2 separate regions of the Sus scrofa genome follow, and region 2 is linked to region 1. Evidence: chromatin contacts called from public Hi-C data. All regions are on one chromosome and are shown on one strand. The core of a region is the stretch at or near the end of the contact, and the rest is flanking DNA. Distances in the headings are between cores, read along the strand shown.

Evidence for each region. Hi-C and Micro-C count contacts between places; a contact is called where the count stands out from the background.
Region 2: a contact with region 1 is called in a Hi-C map of skeletal muscle, with 2.1 times the contacts expected there. A contact is called at or near these places in 14 of 47 Hi-C or Micro-C datasets (alveolar macrophages, embryonic fibroblasts, fetal heart ventricle and 7 more).

The regions. Positions count from the first base shown.
Region 1 is chr5:66,305,325-66,312,364 of Sscrofa11.1, forward strand. No RefSeq gene overlaps it. Among named protein-coding and RNA genes, the nearest start is that of PARP11, 130 kb to the right of the region's middle.
Region 2 is chr5:66,441,261-66,448,471 of Sscrofa11.1, forward strand. PARP11 (poly [ADP-ribose] polymerase 11) reads left to right here and starts at 2,223. Exons shown (of 9, transcript XM_003126559.5): 1 at 2,223-2,471.

The DNA.
Region 1 (7,040 bases), core at 3,722-6,221:
AAGAACCATCTTGGAGTGTGAGCCCTTGGCTCGCTTTCTCACTCCCTCTCTCTCTCCATCCGACTTGGCAAGTGGCGGGGGTGGGGACGAGGCAGGGAGAGGAGAGGAGAGATGGGAATTTTCTAATGGTCTCCTTTAGTTAATAGGCACAAGTTGTTAGCCTGATCTGAGAAGGCCTCTTTCCCCATGTGCCAATTCCACCCCCTCCTTTCTGTAATGGGTTTAGTTCCCACAGCTAATGTACTGAGTAATGAGGCCGGAGGGGAGGCAGTGCTCTGGAGTAATGACACGGAGCCTCCTGGGCCTGACAAAGGACACAGAGGCCGGCTGGACCATCTGAATGACGGCCCCGGGCTCCTTTCACTGCTGGCGAGTTGGAGCCTCCTGCCAGGGCTGGGGCTGAGCAGAGGGGCTCGGTCCCAGCCAATAAGAGGTCCTGGGACAAGACAGGCCAAGTTCATTTCTTTCTCTAAGCTGGGATCGGACCTTTCGGCCGCCGCCACCCTTCTTCCAGACACCAGTTCAGGGACGCCTACTCGGAGGCTGGGGTACACCTTCCTCATATAACCCTCTCCCCATAGGCTAAGGTGGACCCCTGCCCCACACTGCCAGCCTTTATCAGGCTGCAGGTGAGGACAGAAGAGCCCCCACCCCCTGCAAAGGCTCAGTAGGAACAGTAGCCACCTTGGGGAGATGACCTGAACCCTCTGGGCCAGTTTGCAGGGCTCACCCCCCGATGTTCCCCAGCACTTTAATCTGGCCAAATGTCACCTGCTTTATGTGTGCTTCCTTCCATCACTCCCATTCCACCTGCGCTCCCTGATTACCCCTTACTCGGCCTGCAACTCCTCATGGCCTCCAGTAATACTGCACAACACAGACCAGGAGCTCATGCCATGTGTAATGAGTTGAAATTATTTGAATGACAGGGAAATGGGCTCTGCATATTTATGTCCTTGGGAAAAACCTTGGGATCGTGATATTCTCTGAAGCCCTCAATCCAATGCGCTCCCGGGATTCCCAAAGGGAAGGGGGGAGTTCCCCGTTGTGGCTCAGCAGAAACGAATCTGACCAGCATGCATGAGGATGCAGGTTCCATCCCTGGCCTCGCTCAGTTGAGGATCTGACATTGCTGTGAGCTGTGGTGTAGGTCACAGACGCTGCTCCGCCTGGTGTGGCTGTGGCTCTGGCTGTGGTGTAGGCCAGTGGCTACAGCTCCAATTGACCCCTAGCCTGGGAACCTCCATATGTCACAGAAAGATGATAATAATGATGATAATGATAATAATAATAATAAGAGTAAAGTCAAAGGGAAGGGGGAAGAGGAGGAAAGGTAAACTGTCAGAATCAAAGGGAAAATATTTAGTCTTTGGACAAATCCAATGTCCACCCATCCATTAAAAAAATTAAAATTGGGAGTTCCCTGATAGTCTAGGGGTTAAGATTGAGCATTTTTACCGCTGCCGCAGTGGGATCAGTCCATGATCTGGGAACTGAGATCCCACATCAAGCCACTGCATGCTGGAGTCCAAAAAAAAAAAAAAAAAAAAAATGAAATTTCACAGCTGGAAAGTTAGGAAGAGAGAGTTCAAACCATCAGGAGGAAGTTGGTGGGCGGATGTCACTGGTACAATTGTCACTTCGGTGTACACTTTGGGATTTACGAAATGGGTATAATGTTGACTCAGTCCTCCTAATATCTAGGTCTGTGCCTATAACATGCAGGAATGCTGTCAGCACTTTCAGAGGAGAAACCTGCGCTCCCAGAGGCTGGCTGACAAGGTTGCAGGGCCAGTGCAGGTTAGAAACAGGGCCCCCAGCCCCAGGGTCGCTCCCTATGCCATGGATCTGGAAGACGTCATCAGCGGCCAAGAGAAGGCTGCAGACAGAGGCAAATCTGCAAGGTCATGAAGGACCAGAACTGGTGGAAACGTTCCGCATTCGCAACCTATAGGTTACCTTCCAGGGTAACTGTAGAAGCTTGGATGAGATTAAATGGGAAACAAACAAAAAGACAGGATTTTTGTGGCACAACAGGCTCGGCAACATCTCTGCGGGGCCCGAGAAGCAAGTTAGATCCCCAGCCGGCACAGTGGGTTAAGGATCTGGCGTTGCTGCAGCTGGTGGCATAGGTCACAGCGGTGGCTTGAACCTGATCCCTGGCCTGGGAACTCCATATGCCATGGGAGAGCCAAAAAGAAAAAAAAAAAAAAAAAAAAAAAAAGGACAGGACAGGACTTTTACGAGGTAAGCAGGAAGTAAACTTGTGGAGCTTTAGCAGACAAAAATAGTAGGGTCCTCCAGCCCGGCTGTGTGCCATCTCTGCGCGAGTGCTTTGTTGCCCAGGGGAATTCTATGATGGGACAGGCTCCCCGCCCTCACGGGGAAATAGAAATAGCTTTAAATTGGGAAATTCCTATCTGACGAAGATTAGTGAGGGAAAGTGGGGAGCGGGGGAAAGCTTCAAAGTTCTCTGGGGCTACTCCTGGGTTTGCCCTTTGTCCACCAAACATGTCTTGGACATCAGATGGTGACAGAGGCTGGACCGAGCCAGAGCCATGTGGCCCTGTGTTCTGACCCAAGGAGCCATTTCTCAGGCTCACTGCCAAGTCCCAGGCAGTCTTCACAGCCTCTTCTCATCTCTTGGAAGGACCCAAGACATGAGGTCCTCTGACCTGCATCTTCACAGAGGCCTTGCCCTGTGGGGCTGCCCCAGGCCTGTTTCTAAGTTCTCCAGAGCGGAGCCTCTTTGCAGGGAATCCCTCATTTTCCTGCATCCAGGCCGAAACCAATGAGACAGTCCCTCCTCTAAACAGCCATCCCTCCAACCATTCTGCCCCCCTCCCCAATTCACTTATTCTCACACTTCTTTTTTTGTTTTGTTTTGTTTGGTTTTTTTGCTATTTCTTTGGGCTGCTCCCACGGCACATGGAGGTTCCCAGGCTAGGGGTGGAATCGGAGCTGTAGCCACCGGCCTACGCCAGAGCCACAGCAACGCGGGATCCGAGCCACGTCTGCAACCTACACCACAGCTCACGGCAACGCCGGATCGTTAACCCACTGAGCAAGGGCAGGGATCGAACCCGCAACCTCATGGTTCCTAGTCGGATTCGTTAACCACTGCGCCACGACGGGAACTCCTATTCTCACACTTCTTACAGCTGCCTAACAACACATCTCTTTATCTATTTTTCTGTGTCTCTCCTCCATGAGAATGTAATCTCACTTCAGGAAAGAGTCTTGCTTTTGGGACTACGATGTGGCCAGTTCCTAGGAAAAGGCCAGGCTACATAGCAGACGCTCAATCCCTCTTGGTCCAGTGAATGAGTGACACGGAGAGTTCCTATGCCTCAGATGATGTGCAACTAAAAACTGGAGCCCATGCTAGGACCAGGTCCCTGGAGAAGGTCTCCTTTCACCTGGCCTCGTTTCATCTGCAGTACCTGCAATTCCCTGCCATCATCTCTGCTGTTATGATTGATCCATTAGCATGACAGGTAATCCTTTCACAGGTATTCATTAGACTAACACGATCTCGGTAATTAATGAGACGCCTATAATAGAATGGAGACAGAAGCAACTTGGTCACTGTCCCTTCAATCTGTGACTGTCCCCACCCCTTCAGCCAAGACCTTCACAGTCACAACAAAGCTGTGACTGCCTATTGCGCGCTGTCAGGTACACGCCAAGTTTGGGGGGCTTTCACATACATTTCCCTACTTACTTCTCCTAGGAGCCCCAAGACATAGGTATTCTCATCTTTCAAGGTCATGGTTAGTACCTGAGGTGCTGGTATTCCCACTCACGCCTAACTCCAAATCCCATGCTTTTTCCCCGAAACCACACGGCTGTACTAAACACACCCTGTTCTAGAAAAAGTCCTCTCAGTTACTCCTGGAAAAAGCCCTGGTTTCTTCACTTACAAAATGAAAACACTGGCTTAAAAGACCTTTTTTTGTTTTTCTTTTTAGGGCTGCACCCGAGGCATATGTAGGTTCCCAGACTAGGGGTCCAATCGGAGCTGTAGCCACCAGCCTATGCCCGCAGCCACAGCAACATGGGATCCGAGCCGCCTCTGTGACCTAAATCACAGCTCAGGGCAATGCCGGATCCTTAACCCACTGAATGAGGCCAGGGATCGAACCCATCTCCTCATGGATACTAGTTGTCGTTACTGCTGAGCCATGATGGGAACTACTTGAAGGACCATTTTTAATGAAAAAAAAAGATTGAAATATAATTGATTATATTTCTGATTATATAATTGATTTAGTATATTGTATTAGTTTTAGGTGTACAACATATTGATTCAATATTTTTATAGCGCATGCTCTGTTAAAAGTTATTACAAAGCAATATTTCCTTGTGGTGTACAGATCCTTGCTGCTTCTTTATTTTATACATAGCAGTGAGAACTTGCAGTTTTTGTTTTTTTGTTTTTTTTTTTTTAGTTGTACAGTGATCATCACAATCCAATTTTACAGGATTTCCACCCGACCTTGCAGTTTTAAGTTCCAGATTTCTCTCCCCTGGCCTCATTCAGTGGGTTAAGGATCCGGCATTGCCCTGAGCTGTGGTGTAGGTCACAGAGGGTGTGAGCAGAATCATCTCACACTCGCGTAATGAGTTTTACCATCTGCCTCTGGCTTGGCAAGATCTGATAACTCTCAAAGACCCTCAGATAATCTCTCTCCTCCCTTTACACCCTTTTCTACGTCTCAGAGCATTTCCTGCCTCTGAACAGGACATAGGATCCCCCTCGAGACCTTACTTCCCCCTCCAGGAAAAGGCTTTCCTCGGGCCCTGCTCCCTGACACCCACCCCCTCATCAGAAACCAGTGACGCTCTCTCTCCATCAGCCTCACCACGTTCTCCTGGTTTCGCCTGGAGCTACTGCCAAGACTTCTCGCCTTGCCTGTCTGGCGAACATAACTCCTATGTGCTAGGGCTTGGGTACCGGAAATAGAACAAGACAACCTGTCCTCTGACAACCCATTGGTCCATCAAGCCCAGGGCGTCGGGCCAGCTTCTGCATCAGCTATGGGAGTGAGGGAGTTAGGATCCAAGCCCGACTCCTAGAACCGAAGTCTGTTTACCCCAAGCAGCAGTGGTCGCTAGCAGAGTGGTGTGCCCCCTTGGTTTGGAAGACCATTCCTGGCACCCTAAGCTGCAAGCACGGACACACTGCAGGGACTTACTGGTTGGGAGGACAGAGAGGGTTTATGACCCACTTAAAATATTTGTGTAAGGGACACAGGAATTTGCCACTTGCCTCCTCTTCCACTGATATTAATGACAGCTGAGGAATCTTCACTTCCCAAAAAGCCATGTCCAAATTTTCTATGCCTATTCTTTCCATGGACAAGGACATTTTCGTAGAACAGCGTAAATCTCACTGTGTCATGGGAAAGGAGAGTTCTCCCTACACCTGCCGGGGTGAGGAGCATCTTTGCAAGGTCTTGAGAGCTTAACCCCCACCTCCGGGGTGGAGCGTGAGACAGATGGCCGCCATCCGTGCTCTGCTCTGGACCCTGCCAGCAGCTCCTCTGGGAGGGGGTGAGGAACGGAGCACACAGTAGGCACACCAACAAGAGGCAGCCCTAGAGGGAAAACCAGCCCCTCCAGCCCCTCTCACCTCAGTGCCTCTTACTCCTAAAGTACCATTCGCTTCCTCCTAGAAGGTGACAGGCTAGGCTGGGTCTGTCAACAGCAGATACTCAACTCCTCCCAACTCCCCACCAGTCCAGCCCCTCCTTCAAGGGCCAAGCTCTCCAGGGTCACTGTAGGGAGGTTCGCCCCTGCCCCGAGGAGTTTACAGTCTGCTGGAAGGGGCACCCCCGTGAAAGCAGAAGGTTTCAGAGCTGGAGGTGCCCTTCGCGATGCTCTGGTCCCTGTCGATTACATGTGGAATCTTAAAAAATGATACACATGAGGAGTTCCTGTTGTGGCTCAGTGGCTAATGAATCTGACCAGGAACCATGAGGTTGCAGGTTTGATCCCGGGGCTCGCTCAGCAGGTTAAGGACCAGGTGTTGCCATGAGCTGTGGTGTAGGTCCCAGATGCTGCTTGGATCTGGCATTGCTGTGGCTCTGACATAGGCCAGTGGCTACAGCTCTAACTAGACCCCTAGCCTGGGAACCTCCATATGCCGTGGGTGCGGCCCTAAAAAGACAAAAGACAAAAAAACACAAAAAACCATGATACATATGAGGGAGTTCCCTTCATGGCTCAGCAGTTAATGAACCCGACTAGGATCCATGAGGATGCAGGTTCAATCCCCAGCCTCACTCAGTGGGTAAAGCATCTGGCATTGCTGTGAACTATGGTGTAGGTTGCAGACAAGCCTCAGATCCTGTGTTGCTGTGGCTGTGGTGTAGGCTGGCAGCTGCAGCGATACACACTACTATCTGTAAAATAGATAACCGACAAGGACCTATTGTATATCACAGGGAATTATAACCAATATCTTATAATAACCTATAGGAGAAAAGAATCTAGGAGTTCCCTCGTGGCCTGGAAGTTAAAGGATCCAACAGTTTTCCTGCTGTGGCTCAGGTCACTGCTGTGTTGGCACAAGTTCAGTCCTTGGCCTGGGAACTTCTGCATGCCATGGGTGTGGTCAAAAAAAAAAAAAAGAAAAGAAAAGAAAAGTAGGAGTTCCTGTTGTGGCTCAGCAGTTAAGAACCTGACATAGGGTCTGTGAGGATGCGGGTTCTATCCCTGGCCTCGCTCTGGTATTGCTGTGAGCTGTTGTGGGTCAAGGTTCCAGCATTGCTGTAAGCTGTGGTGTAGGCTGCAGACGCAGCTCTGTTCCCGAGTTGCTGTGGCTGTGGTGTAGGCCAGTAGCTGCAGCTCCGATTTGACCCCTAGCCTGGGAACTTCCATATGCCACAGGTGGGTCCCTAAAAAAAAAGAAGAATCTGAAAAAGTATACAGATATGTGTGTAAATATGTGTATGTATATTTATATATTTATATATATATATATATATATAAAACTGAATGACTGTGCTGTATACCCGAAACTAACACCACTGTAA
Region 2 (7,211 bases), core at 973-3,472, 130 kb after region 1:
TCTCTTCTTCTTCATTTGGGATACAGCAGTACATTTTAAAAACGCGTCCACCCACTACATATCCAAATTACCGGGTTCTCTCCACCTCGCTCTGTCCACCAGCTCAGGGAACCCCAAGGCTTCAAGGAAAGGAAGTATAGCTCCAACCCCACAAAAGGTAGGGAAACTGCCCCTAATCTTTCCAGCTAAACTCGCTTAGGAAAAATCCACTTTACCTTCAAGGAAGAGCTAAGTCCTAAATTATTTAAATTGCTACTATTCACTTTGCAAAACTTGTTAAAGACAGCTACCAAAACACCCAGTAACAATGGACCATTTCATTAACTGTAAATTTTATTCCTAAATAAAAGATTAACAAATGGAACCCAGCAGTTTATTCAAAGAATAACAAATATGGGACCGAGCAGGCTTTCTTTCAAGAAGATAAGGATGGGTTGAACATTAGAAAATCTATGAGAATAGTTCATTATATTAATGAGTCAGAATACAAAAGGAATATAGTGATAGAGCTTGGGATAGTTTAGGAATTTAACATCCTTTGACAATTAAAAGCTTATAGTAAAATAGAAATAGAAAGAAATCTCTTTAAAGATGATAGTGTGTTTGAAGACTACCTAGCACCGACTAAGAGCAAATTCTTGTCGTACCAAATGCCCATTTTCTTATCCAGTGTTTTTCAAATATTTTCTGAAGTTTTGGCCAATGCAATAGGAAGAGTGAAAAATGCATTACTGTGGGTAATGTGATTGTTAACAGAAATTCAGAGAGGTCAGCTGACAAGCTTTTAAAACTAAGAAGACCTTTTCAGTGTGGTAGGCTACAAGATAAATGCACATAGCATTCCATAGCTTGTATGAATGTTACACACATATGCATTTGAAATAATCCATTGTGATAGATATTTAAGTAGTTTTCAATTTTTTCACCATTCCAAAAAAGTAGCAATAAATATTCTTGTATAGACATTTTCTGTGCAGTTGTCCCATTTGCCTCCTTGACATTAGTTCCTAGAAATGGAAATTTGAAATTTTGTTTCATATTGCCAAACTACACTCAAGAATAGTGTATAAATTTACAATCACTAAATTTATTCTGGTAAATGGATCGAGATAGGGATCTTTACCTTTTTTTTTTCCACTTTACTTTTTGCCAAATGACTAACCAGTTGCTTATTGAATAATCCATCCTTTCCCCACTACTTTGAAATAGATTTATTATACTTTTTTGGCATGAAGGATATCTATATCACAGTAAGTGAAAAAATCAGGCTCTAAAAATGCAGGTATTCTTTGATCAAATAAAATTTTTTTTTTTTAATGTGTGGAGGTATAGAAAAGCTAAGAAGGATCTTAAACTAGCTCTTTTTAATTTCTCATGGGTAGATGGTACTTCTTTGCCTAGGAAATTCTTCCCCTCTTGTAGCTAGCTCTCTTTACTCAGATAAGTTCAATAGGAGGACAGCCAAGACGTTTTAGCTTGAAACTTGGGATGGGGGAACCGGGGGGGGGGGGGGGGGGAGGCAGCCCTCTGTGCTACCTAGGTAAGCATGCTCTCAAAGAACCCTGTACTTGCCATATTACCTATAAACCATCCTGTACCTTTTTGCTTGAATTCTTGTTTTTTTGTTTTGTTTGGGGGGTTATTTTTGGCCACAGAAGCAGCATGTGCAAGTTCCCGGGCCAGGGATGGAACCTGAGCCATAGTCATGACAACGCTGAACCCTTAACTGCTATGTCACCAGGGAACCCTTGCATCCTGTTATCTAAATTACTTCTTATTTTTTTTCCTCTAGACTCTAAGCTCCATGAGGACTGCATACGGGTCACTCTTGTTCATTCCAGAGCCTAGCACAGTATCTGGCAAATAATCTCCACTCATTGAGCTTTTACTGTATGCCAAATACTGTGCTAGCTTTCTCCAATGATTTCACAACACCCTATTATCGTCTCCTGCAGAGCACGAGCAAACAGATCGTGAAGCCTGTCCCACAGGCTACTCATTCCCAGACCTCTCTGCCTCTTACCGCTACACCCACTATACGGTGATCAAGAAATATCGAAGAATTACAGCCTGGGATGCTTGGGAATCACTTGGAGATGGCAGGCGGATTGCAGCCCTGGACTGTGGTTGGACTGAAGCCCTTTAGCTCCGCCCACAACCCCAGACCCTCGCAAGCCCCGCCCACTTCGCTCCAGGCCGGAAGGGAGCGGCAGGGGCGGGGTGAGCTTCCGGGGGCGGGGCGGGACCGGCCCCGGTTAGCAGGCTCTGGCCGGAAGTCGAGAGGTTAGGGGATCCGAAGACGCCGGCTTGTGACAGGGAGAGGGAGACGGAGGCCTGTGTGGAGGTTGCCCCTCCGTCCCTTCGCTCCCGGGGACCCTCAGGAAAAACCCAGCACCCCGGCCCCGTGGCCAGCCCCTTCCCCCAGGCTCTCTCCGCTCGATTTCGCCACCGTTATGTGGGAAGCGAATCCGGTGAGTAGCCGGGCGGGACTGGGCGGGCCGATGGGCGGGGTTGACGGGAGAGGGCGGGAGGGGTTCCCGGGAACTGCCCCCGCTACCCCGACGGCCGCGCCGGCCGGCTGTTGAATTTCCGGGCGAGAAGAACCCGGCCCTGGCGGCTCGGGCAGTGGAGACGGCCCGGTGGGTCCCCAGCGCCGTGCGGCTGCTCTGTCCCAGTGATTGATTTTGACTCGCTGCGGTTTCTCCGCCCTCGTCACTCCACCGTCTTTTTCAACTTTGCCTTTGAACCTGTTTCTCTTCCTTAGCCTCAGGTGTTCCCACCAGCTACCCCCCAAACCCAATCTAAAGCGAGGGAACTAGCCCCTCTGGGCCCTGAGTGGGCCTCAGAGGAACCGCCAGGGCTGGCTCCTTTTCCCTCCTCGGGGGCTAGCCATTGAAAACTGAGGTGGGCCGAGTGTGAGTTCTAAGTCTCTAGATGGTGAGGTTCTTAGATTTTTTTTTTTCCACTGGACAGAACTGATGACCTGGAATGTTTCAACTGCAAGTCTTGTGTCTTCCTCCGGTATTTGCATTGTGCCTGCGCTTGTTTTTGTTTACCTTGCTTTTATACATTCATTTATTTCATATGCAGCCTGCAAAGAGTGGAATTCCTTTGCCAAGAGTATTCCATTAACCTGTTAGAGGTGAAATCGCCTAGTAAGAGGGCAAATGGACGCTATTTACGCCTTTGAATTCAGTGGAAAGATGGCAGAATCACATATCAGCAAATTGTTAGCTTTAACATGTGCCACTACCCCATGTACTGAGAAAACTTCCTAAATTTACTTGAATAACCTTGTTTTCTTATTTGCAGTAACTCATTTGATGTAATCAGCACTTCCCCCCCCCCCATTCCTGGAATATATTTCCAGATAAATTGATTTATCAGTAAATTCTCTTCTGTTTTTAAGTTTTTATCCAGTAGAAACTAGTCTGTTGGTCTGGATTTTTTGGTTACATATGCTGGTTCCATCCCAGGCCACTGTGTAACAGTGGTGGTCACTAAGACTTTTTTTTTTTGGTTCATACATATAATCCTCTAATATAAAGCCACATCAGAGGAAAGGAACTACTGGCGCTTGATTTTGGCAAAAATAATTTCAAATTGTGACAGTGTGCTCTCTGATTATATATTCAGTTTCACTATCAGTTTCATTAGTAAATTTCATTTTGTATTATTATATGTATGTATATGTGTGTATATGTGTTTGTGTGTGTATTCACTTTTTATTGGCAGTGCTTCTCTTTCTGATTTCTCCATAACAAGCCCTTTCATCATCCCAAGGACATGTCTTGCCCAGTGTCACATATCTTAAATACTTCACTAGAGTATAAGCTCCACGTGGGCAGGCATTTTTGTCTGTTTTGTTTACTACAGTGTCCTCAGACTCGGGAACAGAGCCTGGCATGTAGTAGGTGCTCAGTCAATATCCGTTGAATTAACAGAGGTGATTGCATCAGTACTAGAGAGAGGCTTTTGCTCCTGTTATTCAGTCCTCTCCTCCATCACCTTATGTCTGCATTGGCTGTTGGATCACTTGTGTGCTTGTAAGGATGATAAGAGCATTAATGAGTCTCTTGTATATTTGGTTTGTTATAGCAGTTATCTCATTTCTTTGGAGGGAATGCTGAGTTTTCTCTGCCATCCCCCTAATGATTTTGCTTGATTTCCATGGAGCAGGCTGTCTTTCTTTAGGGGTGAACCTTCCACCTACAATCCCACATTCTTCTTTGGCCCTTATTAAGCTCCTCTACTATGTCTTAATGCTATTGTGTCTTCTTTCTTACTGATACTGTTATTCTTCCTGTGAAGGTATGAATGCTGTCAATAAGGACAGTTTCTGTTTTTTTGAAACACAGTCGACATTCTGCACGTGAGCTTCCTCTTGTAATTTGTTAGTTTCTTTTAATAGAAGAGGCATCTGGATAATCTCTTCAGCCGTGCTGGTGGAATGAGAATTAATTTTAATGTTTCCCTAAGCCAAGCACAGTTGGGAAGATTAAAAAAAAAAAAAAAAAAAGCCCACCATGCATCCTAAAGATAAATACAGATGACTCTTGTATTACCCACCAATTGAAATGACTGTTGACCATTGCTTTCCGTTGAGTGATATGATAAATTCCGCTTTGAGGAGGAAGGCCATAGCGAACCTCATTAATGGAAGACTTCTGCCTAAGTTCTTCGTGTGTTTTTTTGGTAGCATCCATAACCTTGAGCTGCCACCTGTAATCTGCAAGTACACCTCCTATTGCACATATGGCTTCTGTTTGGTACTGTGTTCCAGTCACAAGTATTTTGAGGAAATACTCCTCTGACTTTGGCCCTGGTCATGCTCAGAAGCAGCTGCCTGCCCCTTCCATGTGAAAAGTTTCTGTGACATGGCTTGATGTGGAAAGACACCGCTGCACTTGCAGCATTTCCTTAGGGGGAAAGACCCAGAACAAGATAACCAAGGAGCTATAAATAAACTTTATCTCAGGGCACCATTTCGTTTTATTTTTCAAGACAGTCATGAGGTTAGTGCTGACTCTCCCCAAGCCTTTCTCTGGCTAGGCACCTTGAGGTCAGCACAAGGTCCCCGCTGACAGACCAGACTGGCAGAGCAGTGGACACTCAGTTCCAGTGTGAACGCTGATGGTTCTCCACCCACCAGGGGAGGTAGCCCTGGACTAATGTCCCCAGTTTAGGGAGTTGGGGAGATTGGTAGGAAGGAGTTGGAGGGGATGCCATCACAGCCTTGACTCTGTACCCCGACGCTACCCTGCCTTCTTCTGTCTCTGCTGTTGTCTTAGCCCTCCTACTGGAATTAGGTGACGAAGATCGGTGTTACATAGGAGGGAGTTTCCACCTCTTTCTGAGGAGAGAAAAGGAAAAATGACAGACACACCTGTTAAGATAACGAGTCTTCTATGCCAGTGATAGAACCTTGATAGCGGTAAACTCTTCCACAACGTCTTTTCATGGATGATTAGAACAATCTAGTGAGTTAGGTGAGTGAGGAAGCAGGGAGTCTCCCAAGATCCTGTGGGTGGGAGGGCCACAGAGTTACAGCAGCACCTGTGCCCACGCTGCTTCTTCCTGCCACTCGGCCAGAGCAGTGGTCACTTTTGTCTATCAGTGCAGTGCTTTACACGCCGAGCCACCATTTTCTCTGTTATTTTATATTCACAACTCTTTCCAGACTCCCTGGGCACCACGATCCTCTCCTTTCTCTGTCCAGCTTCTTGAGAGAATGGTCTTCTACTTTCTGTCATTCTTACTCGTACCTCAGCTCCCCAGCCCCACCTCCGCCCCAGCTCCTGACTTGCTAGGAGACACCAAGGACTTGCCAGTCCCCACACACAGCAGCCGCCTGTACACCTTCCACCTCTTCTGTCTACAACATCAGCATCCTTAGAGGTGTTTCTCCAGCTCTCTCTTTTGGACCGTACTCCTTCGGGTTTCTTCTCCTTTCTAAGATTTATTCTGGAATCATAATTTTCATTTAGCTGCACTGCCTTCTCCCCCAGAAATGCTCCATCTGAACCTTTTTCTCCTCTCAGCCCATCATTTTTTGGTGAGCCCCCAGCTTCAGCTACCTCTCTAGTGACAATGCCTGCCCGATGTACGTCTTTAGTCCCAACCCCTTTTCTGAGCTGGGTGACGGACACCTGTACTGGCCCTCCCCTCCCATGGTGCAGAGTTTATCTGTCTAAACCCAACTCCATAAGTCCTTGAGTCATTATTTCACTCTGTCGGTCAGCGAATACTGAATAAGCATCTAGTACCTATAAAATACCATTCCACATGCTCGGGAGGGGATTGCAAGCTGAACCAAGTCAGATCCTGCCTCTCAAGGGCCTGGAGATATGGTTTAGCTGGTGATAGTATTACCAGAAGTATCTGGGGGACCAGGAAGGTTTATTGAAGAAAGTTACCCTTGAGCTAGGTATTGGAGCTACAGAAGTGGTCTTACAGGGAGGGCAGAGAAAGCAAAATGACCGAAGTCCAGGAGAGTGAGAGACAATGGCCAGTACAGCCTGGATGGAGGCGTTACATGGAGAAAGTGCTTGTCGGATGGTCAAGTCTCAGTAAGGGCATCTCAGAGACTGAGCATGCAGGGCTGCATGGGGGAAGGGGGGCGGGCAGCTGACATCTGCAGAGACCTCGTCCTGAGTAGGCAGTGTGTTTATAGACATAGCCTCGGGCTGGAAGAGGACGGAGGTGGGATGTGTTCCTGGCAGTGAAAGTTCTAGAGAAAATGGTGTCTGTGAAGATGTTCCTTGAATCAGCACACACACAGAGGGGTTCAGATCTGATGGTTTTATCTTCTTGGCGTTCTTCGTAATTGTTCTAGCACTGGGTTTAGCTGGGTTTAGGTCTGTTACATGCCTGTGTTTGGTGGCTGGGGACAGTTCTAAATAGAGAATGCCTGTACCGGGCCCTCCAGCACCTCGGTGAGGGTGGCATGAGTAAATTATTGTCCTCTTTTTTAGGGATGATGTGAGGCTCAAATTTCGGTGCCCTTTCTGAACAAGGACTCAGCCAGATTTAAACCCAGAACTTTCAGGCTCCAGATCATAAACCCTTTCTAGTCTAACTCAGGATATAGGATTTAAAGTGAATAGGGCAGTTTCCTAGTGGCTCAGTGGGTTAAGGATCCACCATTGTCACTGCTGTGGTACAGGTGAGATCCCTGGCTTGGGAACTTCCACATGCCACAGGTGCTGTCA